Linked DNA regions of Mus musculus: regions 1 and 2 are each linked to region 3. Evidence: chromatin contacts called from public HiChIP or PLAC-seq and promoter capture Hi-C data. All regions are on one chromosome and are shown on one strand. The core of a region is the stretch at or near the end of the contact, and the rest is flanking DNA. Distances in the headings are between cores, read along the strand shown.

Evidence for each region. Promoter capture Hi-C pulls out the DNA fragments that hold promoters and counts their contacts. HiChIP or PLAC-seq counts read pairs in DNA pulled down with a chosen protein or histone mark.
Region 1: a FOXA1 HiChIP or PLAC-seq map of pancreatic cancer cells shows a contact between it and region 3. The contact joins the enhancer-like site here to the promoter of Nxph4 in region 3. A contact is called at or near these places in 3 of 39 promoter capture datasets (embryonic stem cells, hippocampal neurons and liver), 1 of 484 Hi-C or Micro-C datasets (embryonic stem cells) and 2 of 115 datasets of contacts at active chromatin or transcription factors (embryonic stem cells and pancreatic cancer cells).
Region 2: a contact with region 3 is called in a promoter capture Hi-C map of the SN4741 cell line, with 2.8 times the contacts expected there. The contact joins the enhancer-like site here to the promoter of Nxph4 in region 3. A contact is called at or near these places in 6 of 39 promoter capture datasets (the 3T3-L1 cell line, the SN4741 cell line, cranial neural crest and 3 more), 1 of 484 Hi-C or Micro-C datasets (nephron progenitors), 1 of 115 datasets of contacts at active chromatin or transcription factors (pancreatic cancer cells) and 1 of 9 other capture datasets (adipose tissue).

What each region holds. Positions count from the first base shown.
Region 1 is chr10:127,090,071-127,093,485 of GRCm38.p6, forward strand. Agap2 (ArfGAP with GTPase domain, ankyrin repeat and PH domain 2) reads left to right here. Exons shown (of 19, transcript NM_001033263.5): 14 at 72-131; 15 at 357-505; 16 at 602-692; 17 at 805-1,027; 18 at 1,123-1,378; 19 at 1,500-3,100. The coding sequence ends at 1,742. Among named protein-coding and RNA genes, the nearest start is that of Agap2, 13 kb to the left of the region's middle. Within about 2 kb of position 1,636, at least 45 of the 459 cell types and tissues checked have an H3K27ac peak or open chromatin away from gene starts, as enhancers often do. A contact at or near this core is called in pancreatic cancer cells, where this site is marked.
Region 2 is chr10:127,930,643-127,934,522 of GRCm38.p6, forward strand. No RefSeq gene overlaps it. Among named protein-coding and RNA genes, the nearest start is that of Gm40804, 7.3 kb to the left of the region's middle. Within about 2 kb of position 2,094, at least 3 of the 459 cell types and tissues checked have an H3K27ac peak or open chromatin away from gene starts, as enhancers often do. A contact at or near this core is called in the SN4741 cell line, where this site is marked.
Region 3 is chr10:127,532,287-127,536,035 of GRCm38.p6, forward strand. Nxph4 (neurexophilin 4) reads right to left here and starts at 2,273. Exons shown (of 2, transcript NM_183297.2): 1 at 2,090-2,273. The coding sequence starts at 2,146.

The DNA.
Region 1 (3,415 bases), core at 386-2,885, 440 kb before region 3:
CTCTTCTTGGTCTCTCTCTCTTTCTGTTTGCTCTTCATTCTGTCTCTATCTTCTTCGCTTCGGGAAACCAGCCAAGCGCAAAATGTGGAAACTAAAATCCTTTGGTAGTTTAAGAAATATTTATAAAGCAGGTAACAAGTGGGAGCCGGGAGGGGTGCTCAGCTGGGGTGCAGAGGGGTGGGGGGCCCTGCCTCTCCCTGCATGTGCTCGGGCTTCCTGCTATTTCCCACCCTCTGCTCCCCCTTCCTTCTACTGTCCCCCTCCTAAGGGCTCCAAGGACATCAGGGAGGAAGGGTTTGGGGGAAGGCCTCCTGCTTGAACTCTGCCCCTCATGACCTCTCCATCCACCCACTCAGAGGAAAACTTTGAGTTCCTGATCGTGTCCAGCACTGGTCAGACGTGGCACTTTGAGGCAGCCAGCTTTGAGGAGCGGGATGCTTGGGTTCAGGCCATTGAGAGTCAGATCCTGGCCAGTCTGCAGTGCTGTGAGAGCAGCAAGGTCAAGGTAACCGATTTGATGCTATGGATGGAGGCTAGCAGGAGAGGCTGGGGGGAGGGTCAGAGGTACGCTGTGCCAGAGCTAACTTCAACTCCTCTGCAGCTGCGCACTGACAGCCAAAGCGAAGCTGTGGCCATCCAGGCGATCCGCAACGCAAAGGGAAACTCGACCTGTGTGGACTGTGGAGCTCCCAGTAAGTGCAAGGGCACCGCTGAGGGAATTGGAGGGTGGGGTCCCAGAGTACGGAGTTAGCTGCAGTTCGTTGAATGGTGGGGTGTTTGTCTTACTGTTGCATCCTGTCTCAGACCCCACGTGGGCCAGTTTGAATCTGGGCGCACTCATCTGCATCGAGTGTTCTGGCATCCACCGGAACCTGGGCACACACCTGTCCCGAGTGCGTTCACTGGATTTGGATGACTGGCCGCGGGAGCTGACCCTGGTGCTGACGGCCATTGGCAACGACACAGCCAACCGCGTGTGGGAGAGCGACACTCGAGGCCGTGCCAAGCCTACACGGGACTCTTCGCGGTAAGGATCGAGGATCAGCGTGAGGGTGTACGATTCCTGGGAGGTCCGGATAAGAGGTCCCTTATAACTCTTTTCCTTGGTCCCTGGTGCTGCAGGGAGGAGCGTGAGTCGTGGATTCGCGCCAAGTATGAGCAGCTGCTGTTCCTGGCGCCTCTGGGCACCACGGAGGAGCCGCTGGGCCGCCAACTGTGGGCCGCTGTGGAGGCCCAGGACGTGGCCGCCGTTCTGCTGCTTCTGGCCCACGCGCGACATGGGCCGCTCGACACCAGCGTGGAGGACCCGCAGCTCCGCTCGCCGCTGCACTTGGCGGCCGAGCTCGCCCACGTTGTCATTACACAGCTGCTGTTGTGGGTACGTGAGCGGAGAGGTAGGGAAAGGGAGCCTGGAGGTGGGCTTGGAGGTGTCGGGTGGGCAACATGTGGGTGGAGGTCCCCTGGATGGTGTGTGGTCACACGACCTTTTCCTCCTGCAGTATGGCGCAGACGTGGCGGCCCGCGATGCGCAAGGCCGCACGGCACTGTTCTATGCCCGCCAGGCTGGCAGCCAGCTGTGTGCAGACATCCTTCTCCAGCACGGCTGCCCGGGAGAGGGCGGCAGCACGGCCACCACGCCCAGCGCGGCCACCACCCCCAGCATTACCGCCACGCCCAGCCCGAGGCGCCGGAGCAGTGCTGCCAGCTTGGGCCGCGTGGACACCACGATCGCGCTGGTATAGTTGCCCAGCAGCGGGAGAGACACCCCCCACCCCCGCGCGGGCCGGGCACGACTACACCGGGTGGACCGTTGGACAGATGCACCCACTCACCTCTCCAGTCCGCACCCCGCCCCACGGGAGCACTTTCTACCCCCACGAGGGCACAGCCCCGCACGCCTCCCAGGAGACACAAACTCACCTCCCTCTCCCCAGTGAGGCATGGAGACCCTAGCTCATCACGCCCCTACTTCACAGCTTTCTTACTTGGATTGCCCTGGGTCTACCTGCTGGGTGTTTGTAGGTGGGCACTCCCTTGCAGCTGTTCCGGGCTCCAAGGTGTTTGGACTTGCTGGCTTGTGCCCCCCCTAGGGGCGGGGAAAAGATCCAATCCTGCCTGCGTTCTACAATCGGGTGGCGGGAGCCGAATCCCAGGCTGGCTCCTGGGGCAACTCCACGCCAGAGGGAGGGGTTAGTACGTGGAAGACTAGCCCTGAGATTTGGGACCAACTTGGGGACCCCACCCCTTCCATGCTAATCTCACTGCCCAGTGAGGGGGGAGGGCAGCGAGGGGCAGGACCCCTGCTGCCCATGGAGGTGGAGGGGTCCCCAACCCTTTCCGTGAAAGGGACCATGAGGAGTGGAAATCAGATATCCCCCCTCTACCTATCTTATGAATGGAAGCTAAAGAGCCAGGGGGAGCCGAGAGCCTGGGTCCTTCCCCTTACGATCATGGGGTAGAGGGAGAAGGATTGGAACAGGAGGTGACTAGAGAGGGGCCTTGTAATTTATTGCTTTGTTCCCCAACATGGGGATGGGGTGGGTAGGGGCGAGGGGAGGGCATATCAGGGTAGGGGAAGCCAGGGGTGGGCAGGGGTGGGGTAGGGTGGGGGTGCTCTCGGGTTGTGTCTGTGACCGTGACTGCGTACCTGTGACTGTGCAGCGCCCGTGGTGATCTGGGGTAGGGGGCACCCCTACAACGGGACCCCTCCCCCATAATCCTTTCTGTCCAGCCCCTCTCTCCCTGGAGCAGCTCCAGGTCCGTTTTTTCTATCCTTTGCTCCCTCCCAGCCAGGGCTGAGAGGGTGTGTAGTGGTTGGGAGGACTTTAAGGTCCTGGCCCCCATCCCCAGAAAGGGAGAGGTGGTGTGGACTTATCTGGCCCAGCCCTGCCACCCTTAGTCAGCCCGGCTTTGGGCTGTCTGTGTCAGTGGTTTCCGGTCTTTTTTTTTTTTTTTTTTTTTTTTTTTCCTGGCTAAAATATTTTGCAAAAGACCAGGTAATTGGGGAGTGGAGTGAAGAGGGGGCAGGGGTTACCCCCCTCACCTCCAAAGCAGGTGGTGTGAATCTTAACAGCAATTAAAGAGCAAGTGATTTTGTCTAGGGGGTGAGATGCTGGTCTGTTATTCGACAGGCAGGTGAGGGTGTGGTCTCCATGTTGGGGATGGGAAAGGATTAAGCAGAAGTTCTGGTTTCTGGGCTGGGGCTAAGACAGCACCCATGGGCACAGAGGTAGTTCCAGCTTTGTACAACAACCCTGGGTTTATGAGGTAGGAGCAACAGTGGGAACCCAAGAGCAGATGTTAGATGCACAATTGATGCTGAGCCTGGGAAGGAGTTGGAGCCTGGTGTTTGGAGAAAGAGACAGGCCTCGGGAGTTGAGGACTGAGAAGGTGGGGTTGTTGGACAAGTGAACCC
Region 2 (3,880 bases), core at 844-3,343, 400 kb after region 3:
AAGCAGGTGTGTGCAGCCATATAAGAGGGGGCCCCGTTTGGGTCTAGGGTAGCAAAAATGGATTTTAGATTTTAGTAAATAATAATTCAGGAGTATCAGAGGGAAGGTGTTAGCAACATGGGAGTTTAGGAGTGGCCCAACCAGTGAGCTGCTTAGGGCATATTTAAAAATAAGACTCTCAGGCTGGCTGGGCAGTGGTGGCACATGCCTTTGATTCCAGCACTTGAGAGGCATAGGCAGGCGAATTTCTGAGTTCGAGGCCAGGTCTACAAAGTGAGTTCCAGGACAGCCAGGGCTACACAGAGAAATCCTGTCTCGAAAAAAAAAAACAAAAAAAACAAAAACAGAAAAAAGACTCTCGGGCTGGTGAGATGACTCAGTGGGTAAGAGCACTGACTGCTCTTCCGAAGGTCCTGAGTTCAAATCCCAGCAACCATATGGTGGCTCACAGCCACCAGTAATGACATCTCAAGCCCTCTTCTGGCGTAATCTGAAGACAGCTACAGTGTACTTATGTATAATAATAAATAAATCTTAAAAAAAATAATAATAAGACTGTGTGTGTGTGTGTGTGTGTGTGTGTGTGTGTGTGTGTTTCATTCTAGAATCCAGAGCATTTTGGTGGGTGGCAAGGAACTCAGGCAGCTACTAGTGGAGCAGGGCAATTTGAGCAGCAGCCTCAATTAACTTATGCAACAGTACCCCTCCATCCCTGCTGGCCCAATGATATAGGCGTGGCATAAATGCAACGCAACATCCAGCAGATCCAGGAATTCAATTCAAAAGAGTGGAGGAGATCTGACCCAAAAGGAGCCCCAACACATTCAACCTTGGCATCAGAACCCAAGAAGGGGATCTGTGGCTCTTCTAATGGTGTCTCGCTCACAAGAGAACAGAATCAAATGGAAAGACTGGGTCAGAGATGGCCAGTTTGGGGAGAGAGATTTTAGCTTTTTCCAAGAGGCCATATTATTTTTGGCAAAATCCTGTCAACAAGAAAGGGAGTCAACAGAGAACTGAGCATGGGGTTGGCAAAGCTAGAAGAAAGAAAAAGCCTGTCAGTTGACTGAGGAATTTTTTTTGTGGGGGGGGGGGCAGGGTAAGTGTGAAGGGAACAGATAGGGTTGAAAACATAAAAGCCAGTCTTTTAATTAAGCTGAATGCAGACTCTACAGCAATTTGAGAAATGAAATAACCACAGGTTCAAATCACTTCCTGGCTCTTTTTTTCCCCAAAAGTACTCACTCGGAATGATTGCGAACGGAAATGCTTAAGAAGCTGGGCATTAGCTGGGTGTGGTGGCACGCACGCCTTTAATCCCAGAACTTGGGAGGCCAGCCTGGTCTACAAAGTGAGTTCCAGGACAGCCAGGGCTATCCAGAGAAACCCTGTCTCAAACAACAGAAGAAGAAGAAGAAGAAGAAGAAGAAGAAGAAGAAGGAGGAGGAGGAGGAGGAGGAGGAGGAGGAGGAGGAGGAGGAGGAGGAGGAGGAGGAGGAGGAGGAGGAGAAGAAGAAGAAGAAGAAGAAGAAGAAGAAGAAGAAGAAGAAGAAGAAGAAGAAGAAGAAGAAGAAGAAGAAGAAGAAGAAAAGAAGAAGAAGAAGAAGAAGAAGAAGAAGAAGAAGAAGAAGAAGAAGAAGAAGAAGAAGAAGAAAAAAAGAAGAAGAAGAAGAAGAAGAAGAAGAAGAAGAAGAAGAAGAAGAAGAAGAAGAAGAAGAAGAAGAAGAAGAAGAAGAAGAAGAAGAAGCAGAAGCAGAAGCAGAAGCAGAAGCAGAAGCAGAAGCAGAAGCATCGCTTCTCGGCCTTTTGGCTAAGATCAAGTGCAGAAGCAGAAGCAGAAGCAGAAGCAGCAGCAGCAGCAGCTGGGCATCATGGTGCATGCATGTCTGTAATCTCACCATCTGGGAGGATGAAGGAGAATCCTGAGCTTGGGGCCAGCCTGGCTGCGTAATGACACCATGTCCCAAATCAATAACAACTACAAAACCAAAAGACTTTCACAGCAAAGGATATGCTAAGGATGGAGCACAGCTGCAGCCCCCTGGAGACACTCAGCTATCCCTACTCGCAGCTGAGGGCAACCCCGCCCACAGTGTGTGAACGCCAGGTCTTTGAGGTCTTGCCAGGCCTGGACACTCGAGCTGACGAAGCAAACAGCCCCTTGGTTATTGCAAATTCTTTCTTATTTTACTTGGCATTTTCTTAGTCAGTGGATCAACCACATTTCTTTTATTTACTGATATTTCTCTTGTGTGATATTTCTCTTGTGTGATATTTGTCTTGTGTGGTTTTCTAATTGAGCAGTGGAGTTCCCTACTCCCAAAAAGTTGTTATGACTTTATTAACCATACTAACCATTATTCCTGCTTCATGTAAGGTCTGTCAGATGGTTCTGAGCCAGAAGGCTGAAGACAGCTGCTCCAACATTATAAGAAATATAGGGGACTGTCCAGGTACCAGCTGTCTCTGCAAATTGGTTAAGTTTTGGAAGCTATGTTTTTGTGCTTCCTATACATTCAGATAATATGTAATTCATTCTTGGATCTCTGATAGGGTTGAAGACTAGTTATAGTTTCATAATCAAACTTCAGTTGTTTTGTATTGAGGAAGATAATGTAGATTTGAAAGGACTGTTTCCAGATGGTAATCTAAGGTAAAATCAAAACATAATTCAGGTATAGAGTTGCAAACTCTCTAAGTTAGGACTGATGTTAGAATAATGTAGCTAAATTGACAAGATTGATGGAATGGACTTTATTATCTTGATACTTTCCAAACAGACTCTCCTCGGAGCTTCTTGCATAAGGCCTCCCAATCACTTGCTGTTGTATCTAGAGATATTGCTCACAATTGCAAAAATACCCAACAGTGACTCTACAAATACATTTTTGTAATTTAAAATGTCCTAGTTCCAGGGTAAAGGCAAAAAGAAAAAATTTATTTTATAAAACTTAGGCCTATACACTGGCTGCCATTATACAATTGGAAAGCGGCAGAAAAATTAAGACAGTGTTTAAATATTGCCCTGATGAGGCATGAATTGGATGTTGCCGGTTAGGTTTCGTACTGTTTGGCCTTCCGTATGCCAATGGGGGCCTTGATGGAAAAGCTTGGCCTCTCTAAGTGAAGACTTTGGCGGAAGGAAAGATTTAACTACAGTTCAGCTTTCACGCAGATGGGAATTTAGAGGTTTTTATTTATTTTCATTTTTTCCGTGTTGTGTGCATTCATCCATGTGGTGTATCGATATTCATGTGTAGTGTGTGTGTGTGACAGGCTTGTGGAGACCTGAGGGTGACATCTTGGATCAGAGTTCGCTGACACCAGCTAGTATAGCTTGCTATCTTGCCCCAGGGATCCCTTGTTTCCAACTTCCAAGTCCTGAATCACAGGCTTTGACACCCACACAGCATTTCTGTGAATTCTGGGAACGCCAAGATCTGAACTCTGATCATAATGTTTGTGTGGCAAGTGCTCTAACCACTGAGCCATCTCTCCAGTTCATTATTTATACGCTTATTCCTGTGTACATATGTGAGCGTATCTACACCATGGCAAGCCTGTGGAGGTCAGAGGACACTCCCTGGAATCATATTTCTTCTTAAGTTCCTTTTCTGATAAGCCGTCTCACCCGCCCTGTTTGGTTTTTTTTTGTTTAAGACAGGGTCATAAGCAATCCAGGTCCAGCTGGTACTCAGGATGTTTTGGCATTTTTAACTGTAGTTCTAGCTTTTTTAATTTAGCATATTTCTGGTTATTTGTCCTAGTTGGCTTTTTTTCTTTTCTTTTTTTCTTTTCTTTTGTAAAGAATCATTTATTTATTTTATGTATATGAATACACTATAGCTGTCTTCAGACACACCAGAAGAGGGCATCTGAG
Region 3 (3,749 bases), core at 1,023-3,522:
GTGCCCATCAAAAGCTCAACCCAGTGTCAGCTTTATCTCATGCTCACTCCCAATTCTGGCATCAAGATATCCCTGGACGCAGGCACACTCAGGAGTGCACGTATGCGTTCACAATCAGGTGAGCCCTTCTGAGGCTCACAATCCGTGATTGCTGGCACTTGAAGCTATGAGCACACTCCCAGACCCAGATTCACAGGCAAAAAAACAGATGTGTTCCAGCATGCAAATACATCAGAGACCCCGGGGGGTGGGGGTTCTGTGCATGTGCACACGCCCCACTGTTTTTCTCCTAAGTCCATTGGAGAACAGATTTCCTTACATGACCCTATGCAAAGTAACAGGTATTCAGAAACCAAACATAAACATAGACCCTCACATGTCCACAGGCTGGACCAAATGCCAGATAGGCACTTCCCTGCTGATTCCGACATAGCCACCCCACAGCTGCAGCCTTCTCACAGGAAGACAGATTCCCATCTCTCCTATCATCCTCATGCTTACTCTCCCTCAAGGCTCTACCAGATGTTTCCTTCCTCTTCAGGGGGCAAAGGAAATTAAACCAGATCTGTCCACAGGGGAGTTAATTTGATGCGAAGAGAGTGGAGAAGGCTGGTGGGGGTGGAGGGAAGGATCAGGGCAATGTATCCTTCCTTCCTCTGTGACCCCAGGCCTTCACATACTGTGGTTTGTTTGGGGCTGGACCTTCTCCTGCAGTCTCCCTGGGTACAAACCAGGCCTCAGGTTCAAAGAAAGCTCTTGCCAAAGGCAGCATTTTTCACACTAGGGGGCTATTTTCTTTTCTTTCTTTTTTTCCATCCATCCATCCATCCATCCATCCATTCGTTCATTCTTTCTTATTTATTTATTTATTTATTTATTGCCCAGTTTCCGTTCTCTCAAGGTCACTAGGCAGATAGGCTTGGGAGAATCCAAGGGCTCTACTAACTGGCTCACTGGGGCAGTGTCTACCCTATTGTAGTTATGAGGACACCACACCAGGCCTGGGGTCCAAGCGTTTTGGAGGAGAATTACTGGTTTCTCTTAAAGACTGGGGATTGAGGTCCAAGAGTGAGGGCTTGTGGAGCCAACTGGTTGCCCTTAAACTGGGTAGGTCATAGTTGAGAAAGGAAGTTGGGGGCAGAGTCTAAACTACCCTTGTGGGTCACACTTCAGGGCACAAATAGATGGCAGTGCTTTGAAGCAGGCACAATCAACCATGCAAAGACAATGTCTCCACCATGGCATGCCAACATAGACATTCACCTTGGGTCCCAGTGCCTGGATTCCCTGGACACATGCATACAAGGGCTGGTTTTAACCCATACACTCCATGTCCGCACTGTGAGCCCATATGGGCTGAAGATCTCAAGGCAAGAGTCGGGCAGGATGAGCTCTGGGCCCTTTTAGCCTTTGGGTCTTCACCCAGAAACCCCAGGAAAAGAGACAGTGAGAAGGGTGGGGGCAGGAAGGAGATGTAAGGAGAGACTCCCCTCCCAGACAACAACCACCAGGCGTGAGAGGGGGGTGTGTCTGTGAGGTTATGCAGGGGAGATGGTGTCTCCGCGGGAAATGGGATGGAAGATTGTAGCCAAGTTCAGCCCTGCTGGTGTGGGTCCGTGTAAGCGCGTGTGCCTGGATAATGTATGCTCGGATCGCAGAGCTTACCTGGCATTGTGACAAGGAGAAGAGGAATGGGAAGGTGGAGGGTGAGAGGTGGAAGGACAGACAGACAGACAGAGGGAGGCAAGCGAGGTAGGTGCGGAAAGAAGGCTAGGCTAACACCCGCTGGCTTGTCTGTCTGTCTCGCACTCCTTCTCTGTCTGGCGCACTCGCGGGTCGCGCTTCGTCCCCTCCCCCCGTCGCGCCTGAATCCGACTGGAGCCGGGCCTCCACCCTGCACCTTCTTCTAACCCTCAGCCAACTTGCTGGGTGCATGCCAGTCCTAAAGCGGGCAGTCTGTCTGTCCACGTCCCCCACGACGCACAAAGTTGGGACGCTTAGTCCTGGGGGCGGGGCGGACGCGCGGAGCCCCCTGGCATGCAGTGTTCTTCGTGTCCCGGACCCCGCACCTTGGCTCTGCCACCCTTACCTTCCTAAGGAGCCAAGGACCAAAGAGCAAGAGGAGCCATTCCGGGAGCAGCCGCATCTTCCCGAGCGGTCGAGCGGGTCGGGCAGGGCGGGTCCCGAGTCCGGCAGGACTGGGCTCAGGGTGAGGGACGCCGGGCAGAGGGCGGCGGCGCGAGCAGCGGGAGCGGGCGGCTCGGCCCGCGGACTGAGCGCGGAGCGGAGCAAGGCGCTGGGGGCGGGGCGCGGGCGGGGGAGAAAGTTGGGTCTGAGTCGGGCGGGCGGGGTGGGGGGGCGGGGCTCCGCGGTGCTCCAATCCCGGCCGCGCCCCGCGCGCCCCCTCCCGCCCAGCTGGGGGCAAGGAAGGTGACTTTCACCGTGACACACCCTGGACACACCCCTGGCTCAGGTGTGAAGCTGGAGAGGGGCAAGGGGTTTGGGGAGCAGCACCCCAAAGACGCCAGGTCTTGGGGCAGATGAGGGCTACAATAGGGCGTGGGACTCTAGGCCCTGAACTGTGAGCGGGAAGGGGTCGTCGCGGAGCATGAGTTCCCATACACAGGCTAGGGAACGCAGCAGGACCCTGTCCTGTGATGCCCGAGGTGGATGGGTGGGGGGTGTTTCTATAATCCTGGCAGAGGTAGGTCTAGGGCAGTGATCCGGACAGGGACCGAGGTGAGGGCGGGCGGGGCCTCGGGCGACTAGCACTGAGCGCGGCGCTGACGGGGATGGATGGGCGCCCCGCGGCTCATTCGGCCTGGAGATGAGAATCATTGATCACGGACGGAAACCCCATCACGTCTGTCAATAGGGCTGACAAACGGCGCCCGCCGCCCTGTCCCCGCCCCGCGGCACCTCTGCGGCCCCCGGACCCCTTGGCTAAACCGGCTCTTTTAAGTTAGCCCCTGATCCGCACTGTTGACCCTGGCCTGATCCAGAGCACCCTTGTTTGGTGCTAGGCAGGAAGTCCTCAGTGCCTTCTGCCCCTCTTGGTACGAGCCCTGTGCTTTCTCTCCCACAATCCCATCTTCCACTCTCAGCTCTTCTCATCCCGTCCCCTTCCCTGTCTATCTCTGTCCTTGTCTCTCTCTGTCCCCAGCTCCAGCACGGTCTCTGTTCTCATCCTCAGGGCTGTTTCTTCGTGTTTCCTCCTCCCACTGGTCTTTCTCTCTCTCCCCTACCCAGGGAGTCTTCAGCTGTCAGCTGTTGCTATGCGCTGTGTCTGAGGCTGAGTAGGTAGTATGACCAACACCTAGACAGCAAGAGATAGGACCATGCAAAGAGATGAAGAGACAGACACACATCCCAAGGTGTGTCTCCAGTCTTACCCCACTGTAATAGTACCCTGCTACACTGTAGCAGTGAGGCCACTTCACATACAGACCAGCATACACAGAGGCACATAAGCACACAGAGACGGACACACATGATTTATACACACAGTAGCATACAGTGATATACAGAAACAGCTAGGTACCCAAAGTACCTCTTGCCTTGACAGAGGCAAATACCCACAGGGACACACACACACACACACACACACACACACACACACACACACAGGCAATCTGAAAGACAAGCCTAGGGATATGAAAATAACAGACACACAGGAAGTGACAGACACTGAAAAGAGGGTCAGGGAAAGGACAGGGGTGTACTTGGTGACACTCAAGGAGACAAAAACC